Linked DNA regions of Mus musculus: region 1 is linked to region 2. The links are chromatin contacts, called in public promoter capture Hi-C maps. All regions are on one chromosome and are shown on one strand. Each heading gives the region's core, a stretch centred on a gene start, on an enhancer-like site or on the middle of the called end of the contact. The rest is flanking DNA. Distances are from core to core; before and after follow the strand shown.

Region 1 (4,534 bases), core at 135-2,634, 200 kb before region 2:
CAAAAGGGGGAGGCCTCCTGGAACCGGTTGTGGAACTCTTCACTGGAGAAAAAATATTGCGCCGTAGTTCTCATGGTAATCTATCTGTTTTGTTTTCTCTTATTCCTTTTCTTATTTACATGTTCCTGGTAACCTAGGCCAAGATCTTAAGAGAAAATAATGGGTAAGAAACCATCCCTAGAGATGGGGCCACTAACATGACCTTATCCCTTGGGAAACCAACACTTTACTTTCTAAATCATTTACAAAACTATTATGATAAAAACTTTCCCAACAATAAAATTTCATATGGCTACATGTGTGTCATCAGAGGTGGATTTTGGTATATGGTAAAGAAAGCCTTAACTAGAAAGAATTAAAATAGTTTAAATTTATACATTGAAGATTATAAAAAATCAGCCACTAGATGTTAAATAATAATTGACCCTGGGGCTGAAAAGTTAGTTCACTGGTTAAGAGCACTGACCATAAAGATTTATTAACCTGCTCCTGGAAATATGCCACTAGCCTTGGACGACAGCCCCCACTGAATACATCCTTTTAAAATTGTTATATTTTGATGATTTATAATGATGTTACCTGTTCTGTTTGTGATTCACTGAATACATAAAGTTGTAATGCTTGGATGATTTTTGTGCTTTATTATGCCAAATGATTTTTGTTGGTATCTGTGATTGTTTCACTGGATATCGTTCCTAAGAGATGTAATGTTTGGTTTTTTAATGTATAAAACCCCCTGCTTGAGAGCTGCAGAATACACTCAGATTCAAACTGCCTCTGTTTGTCTCTGTTTGTCACCGCTGAATCCTTACCCACCTAGCTTCAAGGACCCTCATTTCAGGGACCCCCATACCCCACTAGGGTGGTCCGTGGCAGTAATGATTGACAGATAATAGCCATAGTTAATGCAAAGCAAATATAAAACATAAACACTCAGCAGTGTAACTATGGTATCAACTACACTTGCCCCAAATGCCGCAGGGTTTGGAGATTTTCTGCAGGCACTCAAATCATAGATCTTAGAAGGAAAGGAAGAGAGCAGGGGGTGGTGGCGAAAGCCTTTAATCCCAGCACTCGGGAGGCAGAGGCAGGTGGATTTCTGAGTTCAAGGCCAGCCTGGTCTACAAAGTGAGCTCCAGGACAGGCAGGGCTATACAGAGAAACCCTGTCTCAAAAAACAAAAAATAAAAAACAGAAAACAAAAAACACAAAAAGGAGGAAAGGAAGAGAAATGGTACCTGATTCTTCTCTTTCGCCTCTCAGGGACTGACAAAGAGTTTTTCCTCTGCAGGGCTACTGCAATCCAGTAGAAACAACATAGTCACCATGGAAACTGTCTTGCCTACCAAAAGGGCTGGGTGAAGGTTGCTAGAAGAGGCAGTTGCTGAACTAAGAGAGACTTAAGATAAACAGTTACACTGCTTTTCACTCAAGTGAATCGAGGGCAAGGTGATTTTTGTTGCTGTTGTTGCTGTTTAACTGCCTTACCTTGGAAGGAGTCCAGGAAATCAAGATTTCCAAATTGCAGGAAAAGGCATGACTAGAAAATTGAATCTATTGGAGAATATATAGATTTATATAAATATTCATTGTCAATGAAGAATGGAGTCTTCAAGTGTCCCCATAATGACTTTCTGTAACTACTGTAACCAAGCCTCAATACAATTTATCTTGTTCTTATATTTGCTATTTGTTTTTTCAACACTTTCAGGAAGTCCTTACCAAAAATCAAACAGGTTAAGGTGTGCAAACTTTGCAGCTATGTTTAAGGAAGGACATTGTAACTTGAAACTCCAATGTATAGTCCAGGAAGATTATGAGGGATGAATAAAAAAGTTGCTATGGAGTATTTTGTTTCTCTTAGCATACCTAGTAATGGGTTTCCCTCTGAGACTCGATATGGGTTTCTCTGTCACTCCTATACTCTCCCTCCTGAGCTCTCCACACACTGCCTGGCTCCTTTCCTCCACTCAGCAGTCTCTTCTACTTTATCACTGTGTTTCCATTCAAAGAAACACCCTGCCATGAGAAGCCATGAGATCTATGTCTGTCTTGTTTCAGTGGACGTGATGTGACCTGCCTCATTTAACAACTTGTCCTCCACAAGCTACAGTGATTCCTCTGGCATTCCAGGGATAGCTGGAACTCTCAGTTTTATATTGGTAGTTTTCAAAGGCCAGGCCAGGAGTGGGGAATAGTGTTTAAACACTTTCCTTCTTCCAGAGCCTTATTTTTCCTACAGGTTTTGCCTGGGTGTATTTGCTCCAATGACTCTGTCAGGGTTAGCTCATTTGTCCTATTTTCAGGGTTGGCAGTGTCCTCCCTCTTCTACTCTGAGGAACTGTTCGGTACTGAAGGTTTTGCAGATTATAGTGCTGAATTTTCTTCTTTCCCTGGCAGAACAACAAAGCAACAAGGTTTTGGTTTTTTTGTTTTTGTTTTTTTTTTTTTGTTTTGTTTTGTTTTTTTTTCCTCAAAAACACCCCTCTTGCCTAGGGTTGGAGGAAAGGAGGCATGGCAGACCACAATTTAGTTCGGAGCATACTTTTCTAAGGTTGATTTCTTTTTTCAATTTCCAGATGACAAATTTATTGATTTTTTTAGCAACATTTGAGTGTTTTCTGTGTGCTAGTCACCATCTCAAAGTTTTTAATGATGAACTATCATATACTACTGCCTTGCGCACAGTAAGTGTTCCATATGTATGACTTCAGTAAGAGAATGAACTTTATAGAACTCTGTAGCTTGTTAAATTGAGTGTCTACGTGTATAAAACAAAACAATTGTATGTTTATGTGATAGGGTTTTTAATGCTATTTTTATTAGTCTAAAATACACGGATAAAAGGGGAGGCAAATACAAATTAATTTAGTGATCTAGTGAAGAAATTTTATAGTATAATCAAATCACCAATAACCTGACATTAATCTATGAAGACCATCTTTAGCCAACCTGGCTCCATCAGTAGTCCCTTTTAAAAAGTTTTTTAAATTAAATACCTATTCAAACCCTTTGTCAGTTAACAAATTGGGTTATTTAATTGAAAAAAAATTATTTGATGTGTGTGATGGGGGCAATGCCATTATTACCCTGATGCAAAACCACACAAGGACACCCTCAAAAAGAGAACTATAGACCAATATTCCTTATGAACATAGATGTAAAAATGTTTCAATAAAATATTTGTCAACCAAATTCAGGAACATGTCTGTCTTAATGTTCTATTGCTATGAAGAGACATGACCATGGCCACAGCAACTCTCATCAGGGAAAGCATTTACCAGTTTCACAGGTTTAGTTCATTGTCATTAGGGCAGTGGGGCATGGCAGCATGCAGACAGTAACTGAGACTTCTATACCCAGATCTACAGGCAACAGGAAGAAAGAGACTCTGGGCTTGGAATGTACTTTTTGAAACCTCAAAGCTCACCACCAGTAACTTCTAACTAGGCCATGCCTCCTAATCCTTTCAAATGGTGCCACTCTATTCACTTATAGGAGCCATTCTCATTCAAACCACCATAACATCAACAAGATTATACACCATGGTCAAGTTGGCTTCATCCTAGAAATGCAGATATGGTTCAACATACATAAATCAATAAACACAACCTACCACATAAACAAACTGAAAGACAAAACGACATGATCATCTCATTAGGTACAGAAAAGGCCTTTGACAAAATCCAACATCTCTTCATGAAGGACAGACTAGAGATAGAAGAGCCATACCTCAACATATAAAGGCAAGCCATTGTCAACATCATACTAAATGAAGAGAAACTCAAAGCAATTCTGTTAAAATAAAAAAACAAGACAAGAATGACCATTCTTTCCACTCCTACTCAATATATACCGCTTGAAATCTTAGAAAAAGAACACAACGAAGGGAGATCAAGGGGATACAAACAGGAAAGAAAGAAGTAAAAGTGTTCATTTGCAGGTGATATAACTTTATATATAAAGGACCATAAAGACTATGTCAGGAAACTTCTAGAGCTAATAAACACTTTCAGCAATGAAGCAGAATACCAAATTAATACACAAAAATCAGTAGCCTTCCTATATACAAATGATAAACATGCTGAGAAAGAAATCTGAGAAAATATACTTTTCTCTTTTTTTAAGATTTATATATATATATATATAAGTACACTGTAGCTATCTTCAGACACACCAGAAGAGGGCATCTGATCCCATTACAAATGGTTGTGAGCCACCATGTGGTTGCTGGGAATTGAACTCAGAACCTCTGGAAAGAGCAGACAGTGCTCTTAACCTCTAAGTCATCTCTTCAGCCCCGAAATAATAGTTTTCACAATAGTCTCAAACAAACAAACAAACTTTGGAAAAACTCCAATCAAGCAAGTGAAAGACTTGCATAGTCAAAACTTTAGGAGCCAAGCAGTGGTGGCATACATCTTTATCCCAGCACTCTAGTAGAGGCAGAGGAGGCAGAGGCAGAGGCAGAGGCAGAGGCAGAGGCAGAGGCAGAGGCAGAGGCAGAGGCAGAGGCAGAGGCAGAGGCAGAGGC
Region 2 (4,489 bases), core at 1,058-3,557:
ACAAAATGGCAGAAATATGTTTGAGGTTATTTCATAAATCATTCAGAAAGTTTTGTCCTACTCCCAAGGCAAAATAACATATTTTTGTGAATTTGAAATCAGAAGTACAAACAAAGGCTTTTAAAATCAAACTTTTTAACCTAATATACTCCAGAGATATCCAAATTTGATGCTTCCATGTTAAGAAATAGCAGTAGTAAAATACTTAAAGGTCTTTGTTTTCTGTAATTAAACAATTGTGTTTCTATGAGGGCGAGCTATTTGGGTTTTTGTTTGTTTTTGTTTTTTTCAAGACAGGGTTTCTCTGTATAGCCCTGGCTGTCCTGGAACTCACTCTGTAGACCAGGCTGGCCTCGAACTCAGAAATCCACCTGCCTCTGCCTCCCAAAGTGCTGGGATTAAAGGCGTGCGCCACCACTGCCCAGCTGAGGGCGAGCTATTTGTATGTGAAGCTCCTACACTGGTCCTGAGCACAAGCCAAGTGTTCCCAGCAGGGTATAATCGCTTTGCATGTTGTGATGGCATGTCAGCACAAAGAACCAGGACTGCCATGAAGTCATGTGCTGTGGGAGCACGTGCTGCCAGAAATACTCCAGATTCATTCATAGTTGTTTTTCAAAGTTAATTTTTGGTTGTTGCACTTTCAGAAAGCCTTAACTGTTGCCATGGGGATCACAACTCACAGTTTAAGAACTTGTGCTCTATAGCAATGAGCCTCTTGGCAGGTGGGTGGTTCCAGAAGTTGAGTCCCTGGCTCCAGGCAGCGATTGGAGGCATGGAAGATGATTAAGGTCAGCCCCTAACCATCTGTGACGGATCACTTCACCCTGTCTGATCACTGCCTGAGCGGAGCCTCCTGTTGCCTGAAGGCCCAGCCTGCACTCTGACACTGCTGTTTGTCTTACCCTGGGGCTGTGAGGTTGACTTCAACCCTGCTCTTTATGCTTGGTACTTCTCAGGCCATCCAGGGTAACTCAGCTTTAGAGAATGGATTCTCTCAAGGTGGCACAGGCCAAGCAGCCCCGGAGAGACACAGCCAGGGACACAATTGGGCAGCTCTGAAGTGCCCCAAACCCTGGACCTGGGGCTGTGAGGGCTGTAGGCTTGTTCTTTGGGAGGATCACTGTCTTCTGCCTCACCAGGGCTGTCTGCCGCACCCTTGAGGCCCGTGTGCACCCCCACCCCCACTGGCACACCCCTTGTTCTTTGTGTCTCCACATCTCAGTTTCTCAGCTCCTTTCAGCTGTCTCTCTTTACTATTTCCCATTGCTCTTTCCTTCATTGTGATAGTGTTTGCTTTTATTATACTGGCTCTCTTCGGACACCAAGTCGCACACAAATGGCTTTAATCTGCAGTTTTACCCTGACGTTAGGTTGCTGTTCTGTGTCTGAAGGTTCGTTGTTGAGTTTTTGTGTTAGGAAGCTGCCTGCTGATTCCACCCTCCTCTGAGTGTTTACAAGCAGAGGTGCTGTGCTCCTTCAAATGCCTTTTCTGCGTAGATTGAGACGGCTGTGAGGTTCTCCCTTTCTATTAGTGCATAACGTTGGCTGACTTATGTCTTCTGAGGTGGCATGTAGCATTGATTACTTTTCTTACGTGGCACTGCTTGTGATAGGCAAATCACACTTTTTAAACAGTAAAAGTTAGTTACTTTTCTAACTTAGGTGAGTTCTGCATTAGTCCTTCATGTCACTTTCGGAGAGGTTAAAATACACAGTAATCTGTGATTACGGTCTGATCTGCTCCCTCCGGAGTCAGGTACCAAGCAAGGTTCCATTCTGGGAATGCATACTGGTGCTGTCCAGATTTCTGCTGTTCTGGAGGGTAGGCAGACCAAGGGTGAGTGATACCATTCGTTTTCTTACTGATTTTCAGAACCCCTTTCCTTTCCTTTCCCTTTCCCTTTCCCTTTCCCTTTCCCTTTCCCTTTCCCTTTCCCTTTCCCTTTCCCTTTCCCTTTCCCTTTCCCTTTCCCTTTCCCTTTCCCTTCCCCTTCCCCTTTCCCTTTCCCTTACCCTCCCCCTTCCCCTTCCGCTTCCCCTTCCGCTTCCGCTTCCCCTTCCCCTTCCCCTTCCCCTTCCCCTTCCCCTTCCCCTTTCCTTCCTCTAATAAAATCTAGGTTCTGCATGAAAGGGAACATGGAGTATTTTTCTTCCCATTATTTCCTCTTCTCTGTTTAGACCTCTCTCTCTCCCTCACCCCCCCCCCCCCCCCACACACACACACAAGTATAAAGGCCTAGAGTTCCTGTTGGGGAGAAAACATGCAGTGGCTGGCACCAGCTCACTTATATTACTTTGTTCTTGAATGAATGTTTGTGCACTGCTCTAAGTGTTTGCATATTTCCTTGAGTTCTAGCAAGGCTGGCTCTGGAGGTGTTATTGATTTCTTTCCTTTTTTTAAAGTGTCTCTGTGTGGACGGACGCTGAGAGGAGCCACTACCCTGGTGCCCTGGCGGTCTGCCTTTGATAATTTCTCTGCGGTTTTATAACAATTGCTTCCATATTGCTTTTCATTTCTCTTTAGGCACTGTTTATTGTACTTAATGACACCAACTTTTCTTGTAGAACCCTTTCTATTTATTTTTTTACCTCCTCCGACCTTTTCTGAGGTCTCCCCACCCCTGTGCTCGCTATCTTGTGTCTTCAGTTATTTTTCCTTAAGTTCCTTAGTTTGTTTCCAAGTTCACAGAGCGCCCTCTTGTGTTGTTTTTTGTGAAACGTTCTAAAACTACATGAGTTTATTTTTCCTTCTCCACTTTTTATGGATCTTTTCTTTTGCCATCCCTGTTGGCACTTCTGACTCCATTTCCAGCTGCTTTCTTTCCATTATGAGAAGCTGTGTCTTGGAAGGCAGCTTTGGTTGGCTGGTTTGTTTTAAGAATTTCCATAGGGAGACCTTGTTTACCATAGTGGTAGAGCCTAATTTTTCACTGAGAAAGGCTCTGGGTTCAACTAGGAACCAAGTATATATGGTTATTGGATTGAGCTAGATGTTTCTATTTTCAACTTCTCTTGCTGTCCTCCAAACTGTCCCCTGGTAGCCATTTTGTGATTCTCAGGTCTGGTCACCCTGTATATGGTCATGCAGTGGTTTTCTCTGTTTTTGTTTTGAGGCTCATGTGGATATCTCACTATCTACTTGTCCTATAAATGCTGTCTGTGGGGGTCTGGATTTTGGCTTTTTGTCTTAGTCACTCTGTTCAGTTTTATGTGACAGTTGAGATAGATTTAAAATGTGTGTGTGTGTGTGTGTGCACACATGCGTGCGTGCATTACCTGCAGTCCATACAGAACTCATTTTGTAACCACACTTAGAAAACTCCCCCATATAGTGCTAAGGCTGTCGCTGTTTGTGGAGTGCTTGCCAAGCTTGTCTCCGCACTACTTTACTAAGCACTTGGGAGTGATGCGTGTCAGAAGTTCAAGCTCACCCTCTGCTTGGAGCAAGTCTGCGGCCAACCTGGGGCATGTGCGAGCTTGTCTTGAGGACTAAATGAACCAACATCTTCAATATGGAGTTAGAATTTGTTGTTATCTGTTATATATGTGATCTCTCTCTCTCTCTCTCTCTCTCTCTCTCTCTCTCTCTCCTTCCCTCCTTCTCTCCCCCCTCCTTCTCCCCCCGCCCAACCATGCTTTTGTTTTGTTGGGAGCATCAGCTCTTTCTGATTATTTGGATATTTGCAAAGCCTTTCAACATTGAAAAATTTTCAGAGCATCAGTCTGTTGTTACAGATACCGCTTTAAGGAGTCAGTCTGTGCATATGTACATATGCAGAGCTAGGAGTGGGCACTAGTGTGCCATGGGGAGACATGAGAGAGGAAACAGTCACACAGGACTGCTGCTCTAGGCTACAGCAGAAACTGCCTTATATTTCTAAGGTATTTGGAAGCCATTAGACTAGAAACAAACAAAAAAATGAGCAAGTAATATAAATAACATGGACCAGCTAAGTGGAGACCAAAGATAGCATGGTCGATTTTAAAAAGAACATGCATTAATACTGATTTATTATTTTTTATTTAAAAGGCTGCTATTTTTAATTATATGTAGAATGTACAAATAAGCTGTTGGTCCATAATCTATGTTATAGACTTTTATTTGCTTTTCAACAAAGTTTTAAAAAATAAATAGTACTGAACCTTGTTCCATGAACTTTTATTTTTTTCTTTTACTTTGCATATTAAAACAAGAACAACAACAGGGCTGGAGCAATGGTTCAGAGCATCTTTGCCAGGGACTCGGAACTGATTCTCAACACTCATGTGGTAGTTCACAGGCATCCGAAGTTCCAGGGATTGCACACCCTCTCTGGCCTCTGGGCATCCAGCATGCACATGGTGCAGGAATAGACACGCTGGCAAAACACCCAACCATATGTAAATAAAACTAATGTAGAGTATTAAAAAGATAGGAATTTAATCCTGTGAATTCACTTAGCTGGTGAGCAGGTCATTATTAGAAGTTTGAAGTGACTGTAAGTTT

The links. Promoter capture Hi-C pulls out the DNA fragments that hold promoters and counts their contacts.
Region 1: a promoter capture Hi-C map of embryonic stem cells shows a contact between it and region 2, with 4 times the contacts expected there. The contact joins the promoter of Dnah12 here to the enhancer-like site in region 2. A contact is called at or near these places in 11 of 39 promoter capture datasets (the 3T3-L1 cell line, the C10 cell line, the HPC-7 cell line and 6 more), 3 of 15 datasets of contacts at CTCF or cohesin (CD8 T cells, the NIH/3T3 cell line and pro-B cells), 1 of 484 Hi-C or Micro-C datasets (group 2 innate lymphoid cells) and 2 of 9 other capture datasets (adipose tissue and liver).

What each region holds. Positions count from the first base shown.
Region 1 is chr14:26,688,404-26,692,937 of GRCm38.p6, reverse strand. It overlaps Dnah12 (dynein, axonemal, heavy chain 12), which reads right to left and starts at 1,384. Exons shown (of 75, transcript NM_001370884.1): 1 at 1,239-1,384.
Region 2 is chr14:26,484,824-26,489,312 of GRCm38.p6, reverse strand. The region is part of intron 1 of Slmap (sarcolemma associated protein); the gene reads left to right. Among named protein-coding and RNA genes, the nearest start is that of Gm24031, 11 kb to the left of the region's middle. Within about 2 kb of position 2,307, at least 51 of the 459 cell types and tissues checked have an H3K27ac peak or open chromatin away from gene starts, as enhancers often do. A contact at or near this core is called in embryonic stem cells, where this site is marked.